2 separate regions of the Rattus norvegicus genome follow, and region 2 is linked to region 1. The links are chromatin contacts, called in public Hi-C maps. All regions are on one chromosome and are shown on one strand. The core of a region is the stretch at or near the end of the contact, and the rest is flanking DNA. Distances in the headings are between cores, read along the strand shown.

The links. A called contact is a pair of places that touch in the nucleus more often than the background predicts.
Region 2: a contact with region 1 is called in a Hi-C map of Schwann cells, with 7 times the contacts expected there. The contact joins two enhancer-like sites. A contact is called at or near these places in 3 of 12 Hi-C or Micro-C datasets (the Rat2 cell line, Schwann cells and mammary epithelial cells).

The regions. Positions count from the first base shown.
Region 1 is chr10:70,743,314-70,747,348 of GRCr8, reverse strand. The region is part of intron 6 of Bcas3 (BCAS3, microtubule associated cell migration factor); the gene reads right to left. The region is part of intron 1 of LOC134480843 (large ribosomal subunit protein eL21-like); the gene reads left to right. Among named protein-coding and RNA genes, the nearest start is that of Bcas3, 34 kb to the right of the region's middle. Within about 2 kb of position 1,433, at least 8 of the 93 cell types and tissues checked have an H3K27ac peak or open chromatin away from gene starts, as enhancers often do. A contact at or near this core is called in Schwann cells, where this site is marked.
Region 2 is chr10:70,873,951-70,877,985 of GRCr8, reverse strand. The region is part of intron 16 of Bcas3 (BCAS3, microtubule associated cell migration factor); the gene reads right to left. The region is part of intron 1 of LOC134480843 (large ribosomal subunit protein eL21-like); the gene reads left to right. Among named protein-coding and RNA genes, the nearest start is that of Bcas3, 160 kb to the right of the region's middle. Within about 2 kb of position 1,920, at least 1 of the 93 cell types and tissues checked has an H3K27ac peak or open chromatin away from gene starts, as enhancers often do. A contact at or near this core is called in Schwann cells, where this site is marked.

The DNA.
Region 1 (4,035 bases), core at 184-2,683:
CACATACCTATAATGCCAGCTGTGTGGGATCTGAGGCAGGCTGACCAGGCATTCAGTGCGACAGACTCGAGGAGATTTTAATTAGCCATTAAGTAACCCGAGCAATCACAAAGCAAATAGTAGCAGCTCACAGACTCTGCTTCAGCACCCGTGCTACCCTGCTGCTGTACAGTCGGTCCAGTGTGCCCACGGCATCCTCCGCACTCCAACACCATCTCCAAGCAGGTGTGGGCACATCTGTACTGACCACCAACACCTTCTTTGTTATTACTGTAACATTACACCTAACAACTATTAATATAGGCTTGACATTAACTATGCTGTTTTAGAGCACAGAAATGACCTATAGAACACAGCTGGGTTATATGTATGTACCTCAGTTTGCCAGACAGGGGTGGTGCATGCTTTTAATCTCAGCACCAGAGGGCAGATGCAGATGTATTTCTGAGTTCAAGGCCAGCCTGGCCTACACAATAAGTTCCAGGAAGGCCAGTGCTGCAGAGAGAAACCTCTATCTCCAAAAAAAAAAAAAACAAAAAACAAAAAACAAAAAAAACTGCACATATTTAAAAAGGAGACAGAGGCATCAACAAATTGTGTATGTGTTCAAGGGGGTGCAGTATCTGCACCAATCCTTCCATGAACCATGGGATTATGCTTTCACTACAAAAATTAAAAAGAAAAAGGAGAAAGACTGCACAAAACTTTCAACCTCAAAAGACACCAGCATCTCCTATAGTTCACACATAACTGTAATACCCAGCTAGGGAGGCTACGGCAGGAGGATCACCACAGTTGGAGAATTTGTGCTGCCTTGGCATCACAGTAAGAAGCCACCTCAAAGCCAACCTAACAGCTTTCATTTGGGAGGCTCTGCTGTAACCAGGTGTGGCCAGTGCTCCACGCTGCGGCTCTGCCCCAGGTTTTCAGCTTAGCCAGGTGGAGGAATGCACCCCTGCAGGTCAGGGGCAGCCCTGCAAACGCCTGCCTGGACTGGGGGCAAGAGGGGAATACATTTGCTATTTTATTTTTGCTGCCCAACCACAAATGATTCGGCTGATGCCAGAGTCAGTGTCTCCACAGCAGACTCTGTGTGCCAACAAGGAAGAAAACACAAACCACAAAAACCACCTAAAATGTGTATTTGTGAGAACTTACAACTTAAAGAACAGATATTTGCTGACCACATGAAGGAGACAGCAGGCCAGTCTGTATTTTGGTCTTGACACTAACTACAAAACACAAAACTGAAGCAAAGGAAGTGAGTCTCAGGAAGAGTATGAAAACCACAGAACATAAATAATGAATGGAGCTGTTACTCATATTTTCATACTTCCAAATTTTCACACACACTGAAAAAGCACTGAGGCAGCTCTGACCCTTTCCCTCCAGCCTGCTTTTCCAGAGGAGGATGAAAGGAGGGCAGCATGTGGCCCGTGGCTATGCACGGCTGCACCAGACAGACCTCACAGCCCCAGCCATGACTTCAGCGCACACCAATCTAAGTACCAGGCCTTTGAAGCTGCTCTAATGGTATCTTCTATTTGCAACTAACACTTCTGTAGTCAAAGATCTTCCTTGGGGTAGATGTTAATGTGAAACCACTCAGACAGCCTGACATGTGTGCCAGGAGGCAGACAGGAAGGTGCTCAGAAGTCAATGTGACACCATTACACAGAGTGTTGGTCTAAGCAGCTGTCATAAACACATCACAGTCACTCAGGCACACAAACTTGATTGCCTCTAATTCATTCTTTTTACTACAGCTTGAATGAGATGAACCTAAAATATACACTGAGCAGAAGACAAAAGACAAGACAGGAAGATTCCATGCTGCATACTTTTTTTTTCCTTTTTTTTCTCTTTTTTCTTTTTTTCGGAGCTGGGGACTGAACCCAGGGCCTTAAGCGCTCTACCACTGAGCTAAATCCCCAACCCCCATGCTGCATACATTTATATTGTGTTTTAAAACTGCAAAGCTGGGCTGGAGAGATGGCTCAGTGGTTAAGAGCACTGACTGCTCTTCCAGAGGTCCTGAGTTCAAATCCCAGCAACCACATGGTGGCTCACAGTCATTAGTAATGGAATCCCATACCTTCTTCTGGTGTCTGAAGACAGTGACAGTGTACTCACATACACAAAATAAATACCTTTAAAGAAAAAAGTTTAAAACTGCAAAGCTAATCTGTGGTCAGGACAGTGACTGTCTTACCCATAGGGGAGGGAACTACATGAGAAAGAAAAGAATCCTTAAAACTTCATCCAGTGTGCTCCACTTACTTGTCTGTGTGCATACATGCACGATCACACATACACAAGAAAAAAGTCAAGCTACAAATGTGACATTTACATAGCTTATGGCATTATAAACTACATTTACAATGGTATACGACATTAACTGTGATACTCCAAAGAGCAAAATGTATAAACTATAATCATCCATGAAAGAAGACACAGGGAAGCTCGCAGAAACCAATCTGAAGTGGCCACTCCAAGTATGACAAAAGACATATGCCAAATACAATGTCAAGGAACAAGGAGATTGATGATGCCTCTATTCAAGGTGTGGGGACATGAGTGAACAATGCTCAGTGACACATGTCACTGCACATTTATCGAAGCCCCACATACAGCACTGAAATGAACCCTTGCAGTGGGTGGTAATATCGTGTGAACTCAGGTTCAGAGACTCCAACTGCAGCATCTCTCTGCCACAGACTGTTGGTAAGCGGTAGTCATGTGCATGCCTGGTTCATACAGCCACTCCAACCTTCTCAATTGTACTGTTTCAAAGTATTCACTTCCGCATGCCCATTCCTCCTAACATTAACAAGCAGAAACAGGCAGATTTTGAGACCTCCCTGATCAGACAGTAGAGCTGAAACAGCAGCTTCTGGTTCAAAAGAGACCCTGTCTCAAGGCAATAATACAAAGAAACAACTGAGAAGAAGAGCCCATGGCTTTTTTCTCCTCAGGCCTCTGCATGCTCTCCCAGGGAAACATACACTCATGCACATTCAAGAACATATACCACAAATCCATATACAAATAAGCAAAAACCAATTATACATATATTCTTAGCAAAAGAAGGGGGCTCTCATTCAAGAAAGATCCCAACTTAGGATAAATTTCAATTTCGAAGTATCGGCCAGCCTACATCAAATTACTGGAATCTGCATAATGCTATTAGAACACACAGGTGAGCTTGTCTAAAATACCGCCTTAGGAATCATACTACAGGGGAAGGAAGGAAGGAAGGAAGGAAGGAAGGAAGGAAGGAAGGAAGGAAGGAAGGAAGGAAGGAAGGACGGACAAGGATACATGTCTGAAGATGCCAGAAATGACATTCATTATTTTGTATACTTTCAATAAAATAAACTAATAAAAATTTTAAGATTATATTATAGAGCCGGGCACAATGACACATGCCTATAACCCTAATTCTTGGGAGACTACCCAGGACGACTGCCAAAAGTTTGAGACCAGTATGGGTTAGAGGGAAGGTCTGGCTCAAAAAAAAAGTAAAAGAAAGAAAAATATAGGAAAACTATTTCAGTTAAATATTCTGGGCAGATTCAACATGCTCCTTCATCTATGCTTTTATTCTATACCCAATTCAGACCTGCCCATCACTTCTCCTTCCCACAAGAAAAGTACAGAACAAACAAGCCCTGTGCTCACCAACAGCACAAGCGTCCTGAACGGATTCCAAACCTCTGCTTACCAATGCGCTCAAATCACCGACTTAATATTACTCCCAAATGAAACCTATAAAAACGTTTCCTGGCTAACAATCTCAACGTGGCGAGGTCTATTGGCATATAGCTTCTAATAAATAATGAACTAATTGCTTTCTACCTCAAATATGCCCTCACGTGTTCACTCTGAAGTTTTTGGTATGTAAAGCTTCACTTAAAGCTTCAGGGCAATTGGTCCTGCTTTCCATACATCGATGTGGCAGTGACACCTAGTGTCCAGGATCCGAAGCACATGCAAATAGAACTAGGCACAGTGACACATGCCTCTAACTCCAGC
Region 2 (4,035 bases), core at 671-3,170, 130 kb before region 1:
AATCGTTTGCTACCCTGGATAGATCTTGACACTGAACATGAAAAGCTGGTCTCTTCTGCTGTCACCAGGAGGAACATGCCCATAGGACTCCTGAAATACTTCTCTCTGGTGCCTCATTGTGGCTTGAAAATTTCTCACCTGCACAAACACTTGAGCCAAAGTGAGCGGCTCTTCCAATGAACCTGAAATCCCTTTCCTTTCCGTCGCCTTCCAGCTCCCACGCCATCTACTGTGGAGTGCAGGGAACCATCCTACCTCCCCACTCTCAGTGTATACATAACCCTGGAACACTGATGACCTGTTCTTCTTTTTCTCTTGTCTTTAATATTTTAACCATTTTGAGAACTAAAATTACTAACAACAGATTTACAATTCCAGTTCAGATAATTAAACCTCAATACTACTCTGCCTACCACGCTCAACTCTAACTTGGTTGCTTGGGTGTCTTAGTAATTAACAGCACTAAGAGGCAAGTGTCCTGAATAGTATACTGACTCTCACTGCCTTCTCTACTTTCTTCAGGAAACACTGTTTCCAAAATTCCTCCTCATGAGTACAAAGAGAACAACCTTCCTGGTTTCCTCTGTGATGAGTTATAGATAGAACATTTTGTTTTTCACATAAACAACTAAAATGTCTGCCTCTGTGATTCCCAGAAATATGTCTAGAACAACAGAACTAGAACAGAATTCCTACTTACTCACAAAGAAGGAAATAAAAGTTTCTCTAAATAAATAAATAAATAAATAAGTTTGTTTTATTCTAAACACTTGACTGAAATATTTTGCCACCTGCAATTATCAAAACCAAGCTTAAGAGTTTGTAGTCTTAATCCTGTTTTTGTACCTGAAATGGAAGACAGGCTGAATTAAAATAATTAATCTTTTTGTATTGGCTTCATATATGTGGGTGTTTGTGTGACTGTGTGTATGTGCACCACCTACAATGGCATCAGATTCTTGGGAATGAAGTTACAGTTGTGAGTCAGCATCTAGGGAATAGGAGTTGAACACAAATGTCCTAGAAGACCCTACAGTGCTCGTAACAACTGAGTTGGGGAAGGGCTGGAAAGAAGGCTCAGAAGTCAAGAAAATTAAATAATGAAATAAAAGCAGATTAGTAATAAAACTAAAGAGTTAAACTTTTTTATGTAGTGGTCAGTTGAGGACTCAAGGACACTGAAGGGAGTGTTTGGTTTCATCACAGCAATGAGGGCCAGGTGCCAGTCTGAGTACAATGTCAGTCAGGACTGAGAAAGAATGATTAAACAACAAAGAAGGAAGAATAAAACAATGGAGATTAACAGTTAAAAAAAAAACAAAGAACAAAAACCTGTAAAAATATTAAACAATAGAAAGTACATAAAATAAGAAAAGTCTTGATAATAAGAGAAATGTTCAAAGAAAAGTCTCTTTAAGAACACACTGTAGGGGCAAGAATGCAATAGGACGAAGAAGTGGCAATGGGGAGTCCCTCACACGTAAAAAAGACAAGGAACAGGAGCTCCAGACCCAAGACAGGAGATCCAAATTCATCTTATAGACTTTCTAGAAAGGGGCATAAAAGAAAACAGTAGAGAAAAAAATTATGAGGTGTTGAAAGCAGAGGCCACCGGGAATAGACGGTGCAGCAAGGGAAGGACAGGGCTAATTAATGGTAAGAAGAGAGAGATGGATTAACAGTTCCAACAGGGCCTGGATCATGGCATCCAGTCAACTGCTGCTGGTTTACAAAACAGCAGGGCACACATGCTCCAGGGCAGGAGGGCTGGGACCACAGTGACAACACTTCTGAAATAGGACGACTAGGAAGCTTCTTCGCATAGCAGGAATCACACAGGGACTGGAGATCTACACAAAAGAGCTGTATATTGATAGTGAAACACAGTCGCATTCCTTGTGAAGAATTTGGAGAATAAGCCACAGAAAACACAACAGAATGAAGAGATGCCACAGCATCTGCTCCCAGGGTACCCAGACTCAAGCCTTGATTGTAGTAACTGAAAAGCTGAGAGCACACTGCCCTCTAGAGGCACGTGACATGCACCACTAAATGATAAAACTTATTGCTCATGATCTGCGAATGCAAATTTGTATTCATAAGCAGAAACAAGCAAAATGAAAGGATTATATTTGTATCAAGTGCTAATTACATTAAATTGGCATTTCTTTTATGTTTGCTTGTGGCATTTATTTTATAGGAGTTTAAACATCATAAATATTACAGTATTTAAACTGGGTTTAATGTTATTTTTAAATCATTGTAGTGTGTACAGAACTGTACTTGAACAGGCTTCTGAGGGATTTCGCAGCTTACCTTACTTCTCACACACAGGGCATTAGGGACTCCTTCGTTTGGCTAGTGGGAGTGAATGCCTGCTTGTGTGTGTGCATGCCCTTCAGTCTGTCCGTGCACACCTGTGACTAGAAGTCCCAGGCCACAGTTCTTGTTCTACTGCTCTCCCGTCCCCAGGGTCTCTCAGCTTGCTCCAGAGATCCTCATGACTACTCCTCCTGAGTGCTGGAACTAGAGATGGGCCCTGCAGGACAACCTTGCATTTATGTAGCAAAAAACTACACATTGAGCCGTTTCCTTAGGCACTGTATATGCCCCTCTCCATACTTCTGTGAGATGTAAACTGCTAGAAAGAATATGAGCTACTACAGCTGCTTTCTTCCTTTGATAGTTTTTCAATTAGTGATTAAAATATAATTTGAAAATGGTTTATCACATAGTAGCAGCATAGGCTGGTCCCAAATTCATAACAATCCTCCTGCCTCAGCCTCCAGAGTACTTAATCACCGGCTTGTGTCACCACATCTTAGCTTCCTATGTGGTTTTAATTAGACATCTTGCTGTGTGAGGCCACCCTTCTCCAAACATTTGCATAAAGAACTCATCTGCTATCTCTGCACAATGACAGAAAATGATGTGGAAATATTTAAAATGTGTATGGTGTTGGTGTATAGTAAATGTCAAAATGAGCACAGAGTTATGCCAACAATTTCAGAGGATGCCTCAGGAGCCAGGAAAACATTAGGTTTTTAAAACAACAGATTAGAAGCAAGGCTGCACTGACCTCAGGCAACAGGCTACAGGAGTGAGCAAACCCCAGGTGCTAAGCGACCCAAGGAGGGCTCTCCCACATGACGCGTCTGCACCATTTATATACTCTGTGTCAGATGAGGCATGAAATTTAAAGCAGAACTTCAGTGCACATGATTGATTTTTCTTGGCAAAAATTAAAACACTCATGGAAACTTCAGTCCACAAGTAAACAGTGATTCGGAGGAACAGTCGGACTCTCCCAAGGAGGCGGAGCTGTGTGAGGCGGAGCTCTGTGGCTGCTTCATGTTTACAGTGTGATGCGGTCTATATCAAGAAAACTCCCTATCGACCAAAGTAAATAACTACAACAAACCATCAGATGAAGGCTGTAAACAGCTTCCAAGTGGTAAGACACGAATGCCGTGCACACAGATGCTAAAAAGCCAGAAATACTGCTGGACTTGTAAGCCTTTTGCTGAAACATAGCAGTTCTGGGTCCAAGAAACAAGAGCCCCCGTCAAAGTCCTCAAATCTCAGGTTGGGAGGGAGCAGAATCTGGAATTCAGTTGTTAGATGCTCAGGCCTAGCAGAACTCCTTCCTCAGACCAAGCCAGAAGGAAGCTGGGTTAGGTGGACACGCTGAAACCTTGGGAGGTAGAGGTAGGAAGGGGATCAGTGGACTGCCCAGTGTAGGAGAGAACAATGGTTTATTTAGTAATAAATAAAACAATGGTTTATTTAGTAATCTAGGTTAGCCTGGGGTATAGGAGAGACCCTGTGACTCATAAACACATGTATACACAAATACACAGACACACACACACAAACCCAAATACATGTGCACTCAGAAAGTCTATGGCCCTCTAAGAAAACCATGAATGACCAGCCTAGGTCCACCTGCCCTCTCTGGCTGAACCTTGTCACCTCCTCGCCGTTGTCCGAACCTTGTCACCTCCTCGCCGTTGTCCCCACTCTCACACTGTGGTC